Regions from separate parts of the Sus scrofa genome. Here region 2 is linked to region 1. The links are chromatin contacts, called in public promoter capture Hi-C maps. All regions are on one chromosome and are shown on one strand. Each heading gives the region's core, a stretch centred on a gene start, on an enhancer-like site or on the middle of the called end of the contact. The rest is flanking DNA. Distances are from core to core; before and after follow the strand shown. Region 1 holds the start of FLVCR1 (feline leukemia virus subgroup C cellular receptor 1). Region 2 holds the start of DTL (denticleless protein homolog).

Region 1 (6,419 bases), core at 3,050-5,549:
TAGGTTCAGTCCCTGGCCTGGGATCTTCCACATGCCATGGGCATGGCCAAAACAAACAAACAAGCAAAACACATGATGGCTATGGATAACATTTTACTGAGTATTAATAATTAAAGAAATAATGGCATTTGTAGCAACATGGATGGACCTAGAAATTATCATGCTAAGTGAAGTCAGTCAGACAATGAGACACCAACATCCAATGCTGTCACTGACATGTGGAATCTAAAAAAAGGACACAATGAATTTCTTTGCAGAACAGATGCTGACTCACAGACTTTGCAAAAGTTATGGTTTCCAAATGAGACAGGTTGCAGGGTGGGGGGATGTCACGAGACATGTTTCTACAATATTTTCTTAGCCTCTTTGCTGAAAACTCCATCTTATCCTGCTTTACTTTACCCCATCTTCCTGCTTGGAAAACAGTCACAGTGCTGGTGAATGACTTAAGCTTAAGCACAGAGACCTAAAGGCATAAGCTATTCATAAGGTCAGCTGAATGAGGACCTAATATGTTGGTGTGGGCACACCGGACCTGCGCAGATGGGCACAGCATGATATGTCCTCTTAAGAATAAAAGAAAGAGGAGCCTCATGGCCCTGAGAGGTTTATGAGAGGTTGTTAGCAGGATATGCATTAGCAAGGAGAACCAAGGTGCAAACCTAGGCACGCCTGGTTGCTACAGAAGCACAATGGTGATTCTCTAGATGCTATGCATAGATAGCTGATGCCATGCTTCCTCAAATGCTAATGATTGTTAAATGCCTAAAGGTCAGAATAAATGCTTAATCAGCAACCGGCTATGTGACTTTTAAAATAACTTAAAAAAACCTATATCCTGCACCTACAACCCCCTTCTCACTTGACGTCATCCTCAAGAGCACAATAAAAGCAGTGTGGTTTCTTAAGGCGGGGCTCTTGGTCCCTGAGACCCCGAGTCCCCTGGTTCCCACCTTTACTTAAGATAAATGTCTCTGTGTCTTATGTTAACTTTTTTCCTTAAGTTTCACAGCACCCACTCTTCAGCCCCATCCTGCTGAGCTGGTCTTGGCAGGGGGATGCACTGAGGGTTTGGGATGGACATGCTATAAAATTTGGTTGTGATGATTGTTGTACACGTGGACATGTAATAAAATTCATTGCGTGTTAAAAAAAGAAATAAAATTTAAAAACTAAAAAATGCATATTTTTATCTGTCAAAATAAATAAATAATTTTTTTAAAATGATGGCTATGGATAACATTTTACTGAGTATTAATATACATCAGAGGTCAGGCACCACTGAAGTACTTTATGCTTATTAGCCATTTATTTCTTATAATAATCTCATGCAGAATTTTGTCCTAATTTTCCAGCTGTGGAAACTGAGGCACAGAGTAACTAGTTCAAAGTCATGCGACTAGTAAGTCAAAAGGCTAGAGTTTGAATCTAGGCCATTCGGCTCTGGAACCTGGACCTTTAACCACTATGGCAAACTATCTCAATAACTGTAACGAAGCACCCAGGTGCCAGATGTTATTTACTCATTTAATCCCTGTAATCACAATCTCATGAGGCAGGTATTATCACAGAAAAGCTAAGTAACTTGCCCAAGATCGCACAGCTAGTGAGTACTGAAGGTGGAATTCAGCCCCAGGGAGGCTGGCTCTAGACCTGATACTTTTCTCCACTATCCTAGATCCTCTTGGTGGTATGTTCCATGGTGACAGTAACAGGGTCAGATACAGAGCTTTGTTGGTGTAGGGAAGGCACATGACAAGGTGGGCAAGAGTAAGATAGGCACCAGCTGGTCAAAGCACAGAGGGAAAGGAGATGCTAACTGGGATCCAGGACATTCAGAGGACTCCCAGCCCCAGACCTTGCTGAGGACCTAGAGAAGAAAAATTATCTTTGAACAGAGGGAGCCTAAACAATCAGAATGACCTCCCTGCAGGAGGTACATTCAGGAAGCTGCCTATGTGCAAAAAGACAATCTGCAGAAGACATCTCCACTGGATAATGGGAAAATGGGGCTGAATATAATTTGTCAGTTTATTGGTTTCAGGAAGAGGGTGACAAATTTGCACATACCTGAAAGTTTACTGTGAACATGTGGATTGGAGGTAGTACTGAGGCAAATAAAGAAAGGCCCGTTTAACATGCTACCCGTTAGTGGTGATCATTTTGAAATGTACTACAGAAATACCAAATCACCATGTGTGCACTTAGAACTAACAGTGTTGTGGGTCAGTTATACCTAAAAAAAAACCCTAAAATAAAATTCTACCCATTGGATACCCTTTCTAAACAGCTTTTTTTTTTTTTTTCTTTTTTGTAGAAGATTTCATGTTACATGAAGGTATTTAAAAATTGCCTCAGGGAGTTCCCGTTGTGGAGCAGTGGTTAACGAATCCGACCAGGAACCATGAGGTTGCAGGTTTGACCCCTGGCCTTGCTCAGTGGGTGTAATGTAGGTCGCAGACGCAGCTCGGATCCTATGTTGCCGTGGCTCTGGCGTAGGCTGGTGGCTACAGCTCCGATTAGACCCCTAGCCTGGGAACCTCCATATGCCGCGGGAGCAGCCCTAGAAAAGGCAAAAAAGACTAAATAAATAATGTTCTATTATAAAAAAATAAAAATTAATAAAGTAAAAAATGCCTCAGAATATTGAATAGTAAGTTGTGCTGAATATTAAGAAATGCAATTTGTTCATTTTTCAGACATCCATAAAATAAACTTAACTACAAATCCCAGGTAATTATTTAAAATATTCAATGCTTGTTAATTGCATCATTCAGTAAATATTTATTGAACACCTACTGCTAGGTACTGTTTCAGTTTCTCAGAGCAACAGCAGCAAAGCAACAAAACATTCAGCCCTGTCTTCATGGAACTTACCATTTTAGTGGGGAAGGAGAAAATAAGTAACACATAGGACATTTTAGAGAGTGCTAAGCATTCAGAGGAAAAATAAAGCAGGGAAGGGGATTGGAGGTGGGATGTACAATTTATATAGGATGATCAAGGAGGACATTAAAATGCACATGTTCCTTAAGGTTTAGGATTATGTAGCATTTCATCTCTACTGTATGTGATATATTTTTATACACTACCAAAATAATTACGTTAAGAGGCAATTAAAAAAAAGGGGGGTACCTGGTTTTAGGATTCTAGATAGAAGCACTTTTAAAGATTAAATCCACTGAGATATTCTTAGTTTCAATTTCACTTCAATCATGAATATTTGGAGTCTTTTTTTTTTTTTTTTTTTTCTTTAAATTTAGTTTCCCAAGAAGTAGCAGGGCTGGCTTTTTTTCTAGTCCACGAAGACTCACAAGGGTATGTGCTCTTCAGAGCAGGGTCTACGTCTCTATTTTTATTCTCCGGAGTCCAAGACAGTGTCTGGCACCTACGTTTCAAAGCAAGTTCCGTGCCTGGAACCCACTGAATACGTTTCCAGTAAATACTATCTACAAGTGTGGCTGCAAGGGAGACGGTTGAGCAACAGGGCCTGCGCTGGCACAACCTGTCTCACTGGCCTCAGTCAGCGGGGTGAGGGTGGGGAGATTGCAACTTCACGAGGGCAGATTTCTGTGATTTACATCTTTTTATTTGGATCAGCACGCCTTTCTGGTGTTTTTCCTCTGCGGAGATGGCACGAGTTTTTGAAACGACGTCCTGTCTGCTCCAAAGGCAGGGTACAATGTTGATAGGCAGCTGTACTGGGTCAACAGGCCAAATTTACCCTCTGCTATTGTTCGACCTGGCCCTACCGGAGCCCCTCCAGGTGGAGAGGCAGGCGTCTGCTTCTTTGTCTCCCCACGGTTTCTCCCACCCCCTCGTTTCCAGTCCCGAGTTGCCCAATCTAAGGGCTGCCTCCTGCCCGCCCGGCCCCAGTCGGAGGACTTTTGCCCAGGTCATCTTTTCAGGAGAACGCCCAACCTCGACCTCCTGCGTGGCCTTCCTCCTCCGCCTCCCGGCAAACTGGCTCCCGCCCCGCCCCTCCAGAAGCTCCCGGATTGGCTCCCACGGGTGACGGCGCCCGCTGATTGGCGGGCCGGCCGTCACCGCGCAGTGACGCTAAGCTCTCCAGGCCCCGCCTGGTGCCGGGTGGATGCCCGCTGTACTGCGCGTGGGGACGACGACTCCTGCGGACTCAAGCAGTGCGGATTGCGACTCTGTGCTCACACCCGGGCTCACTCGCCGGGAGAAAGGGTCGCAGGAGCGGTGGGCTGAGGGGTAGGAGTTGGGGTGCAGGGAGGACCTCGGGTCTTGGGCCGGGGGTGCTGGGCTGGGAGGAGAGAGGGGGCACCAGGGACATGGCGCGGCCGGACGATGAAGAGGAGGCAGCGGTGGCGAACGGGCATCCGCCCTCGAATGGATACCTCCCCGTCCCGGGCGACGCGCCCGCGGGAGAAATGAGCGCGGAGACGCAGAACGAGCCCAAAACTGGCTGCCTGGCCCTGAATGGAGTGTCTCGGGACAGCCCCAAAGCCGTCTCGAGAGCCCTGGACAGGCCGAAGACTCCACTGGCCCCTGAGGAAGAGACCCAGGCCTGGCTGCTGCCCAAGGGCCCCAGCGAAGAGAACCCGGGGGCCGAGAACACCCTGGTGCCCCGGACGGCGCTCTCCCCGCGGCGCTTTGTGATACTTCTGGTTTTCAGTCTGTACTCGCTGGTGAATGCCTTTCAGTGGATCCAATACAGCATCATCAGCAATGTCTTCGAGGGCTTCTACAACGTCCCTTCGCTGCACATCGACTGGCTGTCCATGGTGTACATGCTGGCCTACGTGCCCCTCATCTTCCCCGCCACCTGGCTGCTGGATACCAGAGGCCTGCGGCTCACCGCCCTGCTGGGCGCCGGCCTCAACGCCCTGGGCGCCTGGATCAAGTGCGGCAGCGTGCAGCAGCATCTCTTCTGGGTCACCATGATGGGCCAGTGCCTGTGCTCCGTGGCCCAGGTGTTCATCCTCGGCTTGCCCTCCCACATCGCCTCTGTGTGGTTTGGACCCAAGGAGGTGTCCACAGCTTGTGCCACCGCCGTGCTAGGTAATCAGGTAAGGTCTAGGGTGATAGATGAAAACGGATCCTTAAGGACCAGATAAAAAGTCATAGGCCATGTGAGCTAGACTTAGGCATGAACTCTTAGGAGGCCCTCTACAAATGGAGAAGAGATGATTAGCCATAAAATAGGAAACAGTCTTGGACGAAAGAGGGGGGTTGATTTTTTTGTAAAGGCAGAACTTTTAAAACCAGTTTAAAATGACTACCTTATCTTTGAGAATTACCTCCAAAATAATTAACGGTCTTGGCCCATGTATGCCTAACATAATAGAACACTTGTCAGTGCAATAATGAATGAGACTAAAGCAGGTATTATTTTTGTCACTAATGTATTCTTTGCAAAAGGAAGGTGTTGGATTCTGGAAAGTTTGTTCTTATTTTGATGGTCAGTGTGAACAGCTCCTATTTAATTGTATATATTAGCAGTTAGAGTGCCTGGTACATAACAGACACTCATAAATGATTGCTAAATAAATGTTCTAGTGATAAGGACCTCACAGCATTTCAGAATCCAATTACCAATTTTTAACTGTAAGAAAATGCAAGACAAATCACAGATGATGGAATCTGTTGTAAAAGTATGGCTTATTTTGCCAAGTCTTCATTAAAGTGTTTCCTAGACTTTGCCAACACTATAGGTTCAAATTCCCTTAGTGTTCTAGTAGCACTAGTACGTAGAATGTATGTATATGTATATTATATTCCAGGATTATTTTTTTTTTTTTGTCTTTTGAGGGCCGCACATGCGGCATATGGAGGTTCCCAGGCTAGGGGTCTAATTGGAGCTGTTGCTGCCGAGCTACGCCACGGCCACAGCAACAGCAACACCAGGTCCGAGCCAAGTCCATGACCTACGCCACAGCTCACGGTAACGCTCGATCCTTAACCCACTGAGCGAAGCCCAGGGATCGAACCCACCACCTCATGGTTCCTAGTCGGATTTGTTTCTGCTGCGGCACGACAGGAACTCCTATATTCAAAATGATTGAGCATAATGGAAATACTATCAAGGCCAAATCTATGGATTATCTATTTCATGAATAATAAATGGAAATGATTTTTCATAGGCAGATTTCCCCTTAACACTTAGACACCTCTGGGTCTTCCTTCTGCATTCTCCCTAAGTGTTCTCATTCTTCCTTGGCTCTGGTAGCTGTGCACTTGCTCATGACCCCCAAATAGGCATCTTCACCCTAGATTATGGAGTGGTCATGGTAACATTCAGCATTATTGAGCATTCACTGCCGACCTGGTACCATGCTAAGAACTTCACACACATTGTTTCATTTCATTTAATTATGGAAGGTAGGGAGTATTCATTTCCTCATTTTATATATACAGAAACTGATACTTGAAGGGATGAATTTATTTTCTAT
Region 2 (5,556 bases), core at 2,500-4,999, 700 kb before region 1:
AGTAAGTAAGTCCTGTACCATCCCAGCACCCTCTGTTTTGGAATATGTCTTGGCCAAAAGATGCACACACACATCGGGGAGAGTGTGGAGTTGTCAGGTGTGAGAAAGGAAACAAGAGAATTGGTGAAAGGAAAACAAAGGCCTGGAAGAACTGCCTGGTATAAGTGATTTAAATCATCTCCTGGCACGTTCCTCACTGAGCGGATGGCCCACACCAGCTCTCCTCCTTTCAGGGTGCATTACTGCTTTGTTTCTGCCATAGGTAGACAGACTGCTTCTCTGTGTGCTTTCCCTTTTGCTGTACTGTGTCTCTAACAATAATCTTTGTACCTGTTTTTATAGTCTTTGCCTCCTTGAAACAGTCCTGCTTTCAACAGGGGGCAAGAGTCAGGCAATTCTGCTTCTAGCCTCTAGATGGTCTACTGGCTAGGATTCCTGGTTTTTGTCCATGCTGCCCAGGTTCAATTCCTGAGCAGAGAATGAAGATCTCACTTCAAGCCATCACTCACTGCTGTCTTTCCGAGAACAGGACCACCAACCAGGCTGTAAGTATCAGTCTTTTCTAATGCTGGTTTTTATGTGGCTTTGCGTTATTAAGTGTCTGACCTTAAAAACTCTCAGTTCTACAACATTGTACATGTCCACTTTGCTGCACTATCAGACTAAGTGTGGTCTGGCAGTACAGACTCTCAGGACAAAGAATTTGATTGACTCAGTGTAGGTCACATGTCCACTCCTGAATCACTTATAGCATAAACTTAGTTGCTTGGTATAAACTTGGCTGCAGAGGCTTCTCTTTTTAGTTGAGGATATGGGGATACTTCCAAGGACTCATGTTTATCACAACACAACTACATCTGTGCCAACATGGGTAGTGTAAAAACAACCTGTGGTCTCTTTCCAAGTCTGGGAATTTGGATGTTTTGGAATATAGGTGAGGGGATGGCATCTAAGAGGAAAATAAGGGAGAACAGACAGTTGCACTGATTTACAATTTTGTAAGTAAATTTTGCATTGAACACACCATCAAGATTTTCCTGCGGCATGAAGTTCACCAACACCTCAAGCGGCAACTCCACCCTCTACCTTTCCCCCTTCTCACTGCCCAGGTGCAAGAAAGGGAACCACTCTCTTCCTCTTGGCTCTTTGATCTCATCCTTCCCAAGGCCAAAAGGCTGAGTGGTGTCACTTAAGGGAGACTCTCCTTTTCACCCAGACACCTAGCTAAGTTTTCCTAAATCATTGGGACAACTTCCCATCAGCTGACTTAAAAATCTTTAGACTGACAAGGTAGAAGTTACATTAGTGAAAATGTTACACTAATGTACCTGAGAGTCCTCTGTAATGCCTATATTATAGAAATGATTGTGTGTATTATGAAATGTCAAATATATGTAAGCTGTGCTTGATTATGACACGACTCTGTTTATATATGCCATCTTCACAGCTTGGGCAGCATGGTTATTAGCTTAAAACTTTAAAAAAGGGAAGGCAGAAAGATCTCTACATAGGAGCTAAAGTGATCTTCAAAAATGTAAGTCAGTCCTGCATAAAAAGTTTCAATGTTTTCCCAATGCACTTGGCATAAAATCCTAACTTCTTGTCCGAATAAGGTCATATTTGATCTAGTCCTGTCTGCCTTCTTCTGTTAAGAGTGTGAGCTTCTTAAAGCTGTTTTGTCCACTAATACCTGGTTTACACCTGAGTTAAACAAGCAATAGTTACCTATAAATTTCTTACAGATAGGAAATAGTTCTATTTCTACTTATAAGAAGGAAAAATTGTGTTTCATTTATTTTTTACCACAACTGCAAGTTTTTAGGAATTAAACGATTCCAGATTTCTCCCTTCTTCAGCGCCCCATCTCGATTCTGCTCTACACCACTGTTCTACTCTCGTTACGGGATGAGCCCACCTGGACTAGAGTGGTAGGCAATGTCTTTAAAATCAGTAGGATCATTAGATATCCAGACTGGCAACTCTCACTGGGGACTAAGGAAGGAATTGTCAGAATGGGGAGGGAAAGATTATGTAATGCTATGGTTTTGTAATTCAGAGGTAAAAAGCCCTATCATACAGGTAAGTGAAAGCAAAGCTCAACATTTTCTTGGCTGGTGGAGAGGTACTGAAGATACTGTGACTCAACCAAATGAAAATCTCAATGGAGCGCTGTAACTGTTTTATGTTGATCAAAAGGAGTTAAAAGCTTTTTTTAAAGTTTAAAACACTTATTCAGACCAACCCACTTTAAATGTTTACAGGTCAAAACCAAACAAAACAAATAAACAAAAAGAGTACCCCCCCTAAAGTCAATGTAGTGACCAAGTCAGAGAGCTGGGAAGTGACTCCGATTGGACTTAAAGGAAGAGCGTTCTGCTAGTCCAATTCTTGTTTTTTACACACAAAAATTAATGTATGCCAGATGTTTCCCCCATTCAATAAAAAGCATTTAAGTACACTGAACAAAAGTTTCATTTTAATACTTGAGTTTTTTACTGACAAAGATCTCCCCCTGCCTCCCATATGTATGGGTAAGGCAATTTTTTTTCTGCATTTAATAAAGACTTCTCTTGCACATCATTAAATCACTTAATATTGACAACAATCTTGCCAGCTCAATGGTACTTTACCCACTTTGCAGAGAAAAAAACCAAGGTTAGGTGAAGTTAGGTCACCTGTCCGTCATCATAAAATCAGCGGAATTAAAATTCAACTCCGTCTACCTAAAGCTCCTTCTACTACACCAAGCTCCCAACCCCCACTTCACCCTTGCCCAGCCGACTCCACCACCCACCATCCCTCCCACGCCCGTAAGGAAATAGAACTCGTGGAATCTGTCTGCACAGAATGAGCAAGGGCTGTGCTTTTCGGATGGACTTGTCCCTATTTAACCTGCGTAGTAACTGGCAGGTAACAGTTACAGAAATCAAGTGAATCGCAATAAAATCGGTCCAAGGTTATTATTCAGCACTCTTTTGGTGAAGACCTGGTCTCAATCGACTATAATGAAAACTAATTTCTCAATTTCAATGTAGCATTTTTAGAAACTGCTCGGAAAATCGGGGGACTGTGCCCTCAAGCGGTCAAGACGGGCCCATCACTGGAGTTTTCTACTTTTTCAGCGTGTGTGAGGCCCATCCGGCAACGCTGCAATTTTCAGGAACAACCTCCCCAAGCTGCAAATGCCTTACCAAAAGCACAAGCACCCGCGCCTGCCCCGCCCAGGGAAGATGTGCGCATGCGCCTTCCCAGCCTCTTCCTAGGCTACCACCGCCTGGTGGCGCCAGTTCCCCCCACACCCGTTCCACCCGCTTCGCCCGCTCTTTCGCATACCTTTGTCTAATTCCATAAGGGCAGAGTTAGCATCCAGCTCCTGTTCGCCATAGCCAGCATCTGCCAGAAAAGACTTCGTTGAGTTTGACGCCATGATCCGAATAGTTACTCGACTAGCCTATTCAGAAAGATTGCAAACTCTGCCTCAGCCCCGCCATCTTCTTCCACCACCTTCTCGCGGATTTTTCCTCCGCGCTCTGCCGAGCCGAGTTACGCATGCGCCCAGGCCTCCCCGCCGTTCGCCGGCGCCTCTGCGGCCCCCCGCGCAGGCGCTCAGGGAGCTCTGGAACTCTAGGTTCCCGCGGCTGGGAGAAAAGGAGGCGGAGATTCGAAGGGGGAAGTGACTCGGACGCGCCCGGACGCCGCGGCGGGAGCCAATCAGAGGGCGTGACGTCAGTTTGGCGGGGAGTTTGGTGGCCGGGGCTTACAGTGGCGGGAGTTGGAGGCAATAACTCGTCGTGTTCTGAAGGGCGCAAGAGACGGTTTCTGCTGCATCGGGGGGCTTTTCCGCGGCTTTTCCTTCACTTGAGCCTTTCCCTCCGGCCCAGATGCTCTTCAGTTCGGTGCTCCGCCAGCCCCAATTTGGCGTCCCAAGGAGTGGTGAGTAACGGCCCTAACCGCTGCCTTTGGCCGGCGGATCCACCTCCCCCGTAACAGCACCTCAGACCAGTGCCCACGCCGATGCCGTTTCCCAGCCGCCGGGTTCTCCCGCAGCCGAGCGAGTTCGCGGAGGCGAGGAGTACCGAGGAAAGCTGCACTTGCGGGCCCTCGAGACACGTTCCGTCGTAATCGGGACTTTTTCGGTCAGGACTGTGGCCTGACGGAGGGAGGGACGTTGAGTTCACTGGCCTCCATTACGGCCTGTGTCCATTTTGCTCATTAAGTGGAAAATGCGTGCATCTGAGTAGGTGTGGTTCTCGCAGCAGCTACGCGAGGCCGTCCGGACTCATATTCATTGGTGAATTCATTCATTTGTGGTAGAACCTTAGTGAGCCCGACTATTTGCTGTGTACACCAGTGAAAATGACCCGCTGTTAGGGAACTCCGTCAAGCAGAGAAGATAGCACATCTGCTTTTAGCATGGTCAAATTTTTTTCCTCCCGATTAACACATGGGCACAAAAATCCGTAATTGCAGAGCGAAAAATGCTTATGAGCGTATGTCCCAGAAATGACGGCTATGAATAGATTGAAATATCTTAATCCAGATGTTTTTCAATGTCAGAGGTAATAATTGTTATTTACAGAAATGGGGTAAAAATGTTTTGTCTCGTTTTTCACTTTAACGGTGTAACTTGGAACTGTTGCCGTATTAGTATCTAGATATCTATCTTGTTCTCTCCAGTTCTTTAAGTCCCTTAGGTTAAAACATTGGCAATGAGAATTTTGAGTTTAAGTTTGGTATCATCAACCTGAAACTTTCTTCTTAGTTTCTGATAAGGGAGTTACTACCCAGACAGACTAAGCATGGATACAAATGAAATCTCATTCATTTAAAGATAAACTAGGTCTTCCTTCCCCCTTGAAATCATGTGGAAAACAAGAAGAAAACAATCTGAGAAGGGAACTTTTTATATTTAAGGCATAGGTCTAGGAAAAGGATATTGAGAAGGAGGCTGGGGAGTAGCTCCTCAACTTCCTGCCTTTTAGACTTTTTAATTATACTCTAAATGCCTTTCTCTCCTGCAGCCTTGCTTAAGTAACTTTTCTATACTGTGTCGTGAGTGTCACTACAGCACGGTAGTTAGAGCTCTGTCTTTAAACTTTGAGATTTAGTTCCACCTCCAGTCCTTACTTATCTGCTTGACTTGGAGCAAGCTATTTATATTTAGCCTTTATTTTGTAACATATTTTCTCCTGATTCTACATTCTGTCTACTTTTCCCCTTTCTCTCTGATTCACAGATATTTACTGGGGAGTGGGAAATTTTCCCCTCAACCTCTCTTGAGTTCTTGTAGCTGAACGAATAATAAAATTGACACAAAGCAGATTAACCATGGAAAAAGAAGCAAATTTTAATGCATATGCATGGAGGTTTCATAAAAATGGGACCTGAGAAGTGGCCAAAGCAGGCAGCATTTATACTTTTCAGACCAGAAAAAAAAAAAAAAAAAAAAAAAAAAAAAACCCAGTAAATGTGTAAGGAATTGACAGGACAAAGAAACTTAGGTTTTTGGTGCTTAATAAGTGAAGATTCAGAGTTTGGGCTTGAGGTAGTAAATTA

The links. Promoter capture Hi-C pulls out the DNA fragments that hold promoters and counts their contacts.
Region 2: a promoter capture Hi-C map of liver shows a contact between it and region 1, with 3 times the contacts expected there. The contact joins the promoter of DTL here to the promoter of FLVCR1 in region 1. A contact is called at or near these places in 2 of 5 promoter capture datasets (fetal liver and liver) and 2 of 2 datasets of contacts at active chromatin or transcription factors (alveolar macrophages and skeletal muscle).

Annotation. Positions count from the first base shown.
Region 1 is chr9:130,568,366-130,574,784 of Sscrofa11.1, reverse strand. FLVCR1 (feline leukemia virus subgroup C cellular receptor 1) reads left to right here and starts at 4,299. Exons shown (of 10, transcript NM_001142846.1): 1 at 4,299-5,036. The coding sequence starts at 4,299. It also overlaps the pseudogene LOC102161999.
Region 2 is chr9:131,273,619-131,279,174 of Sscrofa11.1, reverse strand. It overlaps DTL (denticleless protein homolog), which reads left to right and starts at 3,749. Exons shown (of 16, transcript XM_013979970.2): 1 at 3,749-3,933. The coding sequence starts at 3,882. It overlaps INTS7 (integrator complex subunit 7), which reads right to left and starts at 3,546. Exons shown (of 21, transcript XR_002336047.1): 1 at 3,334-3,546.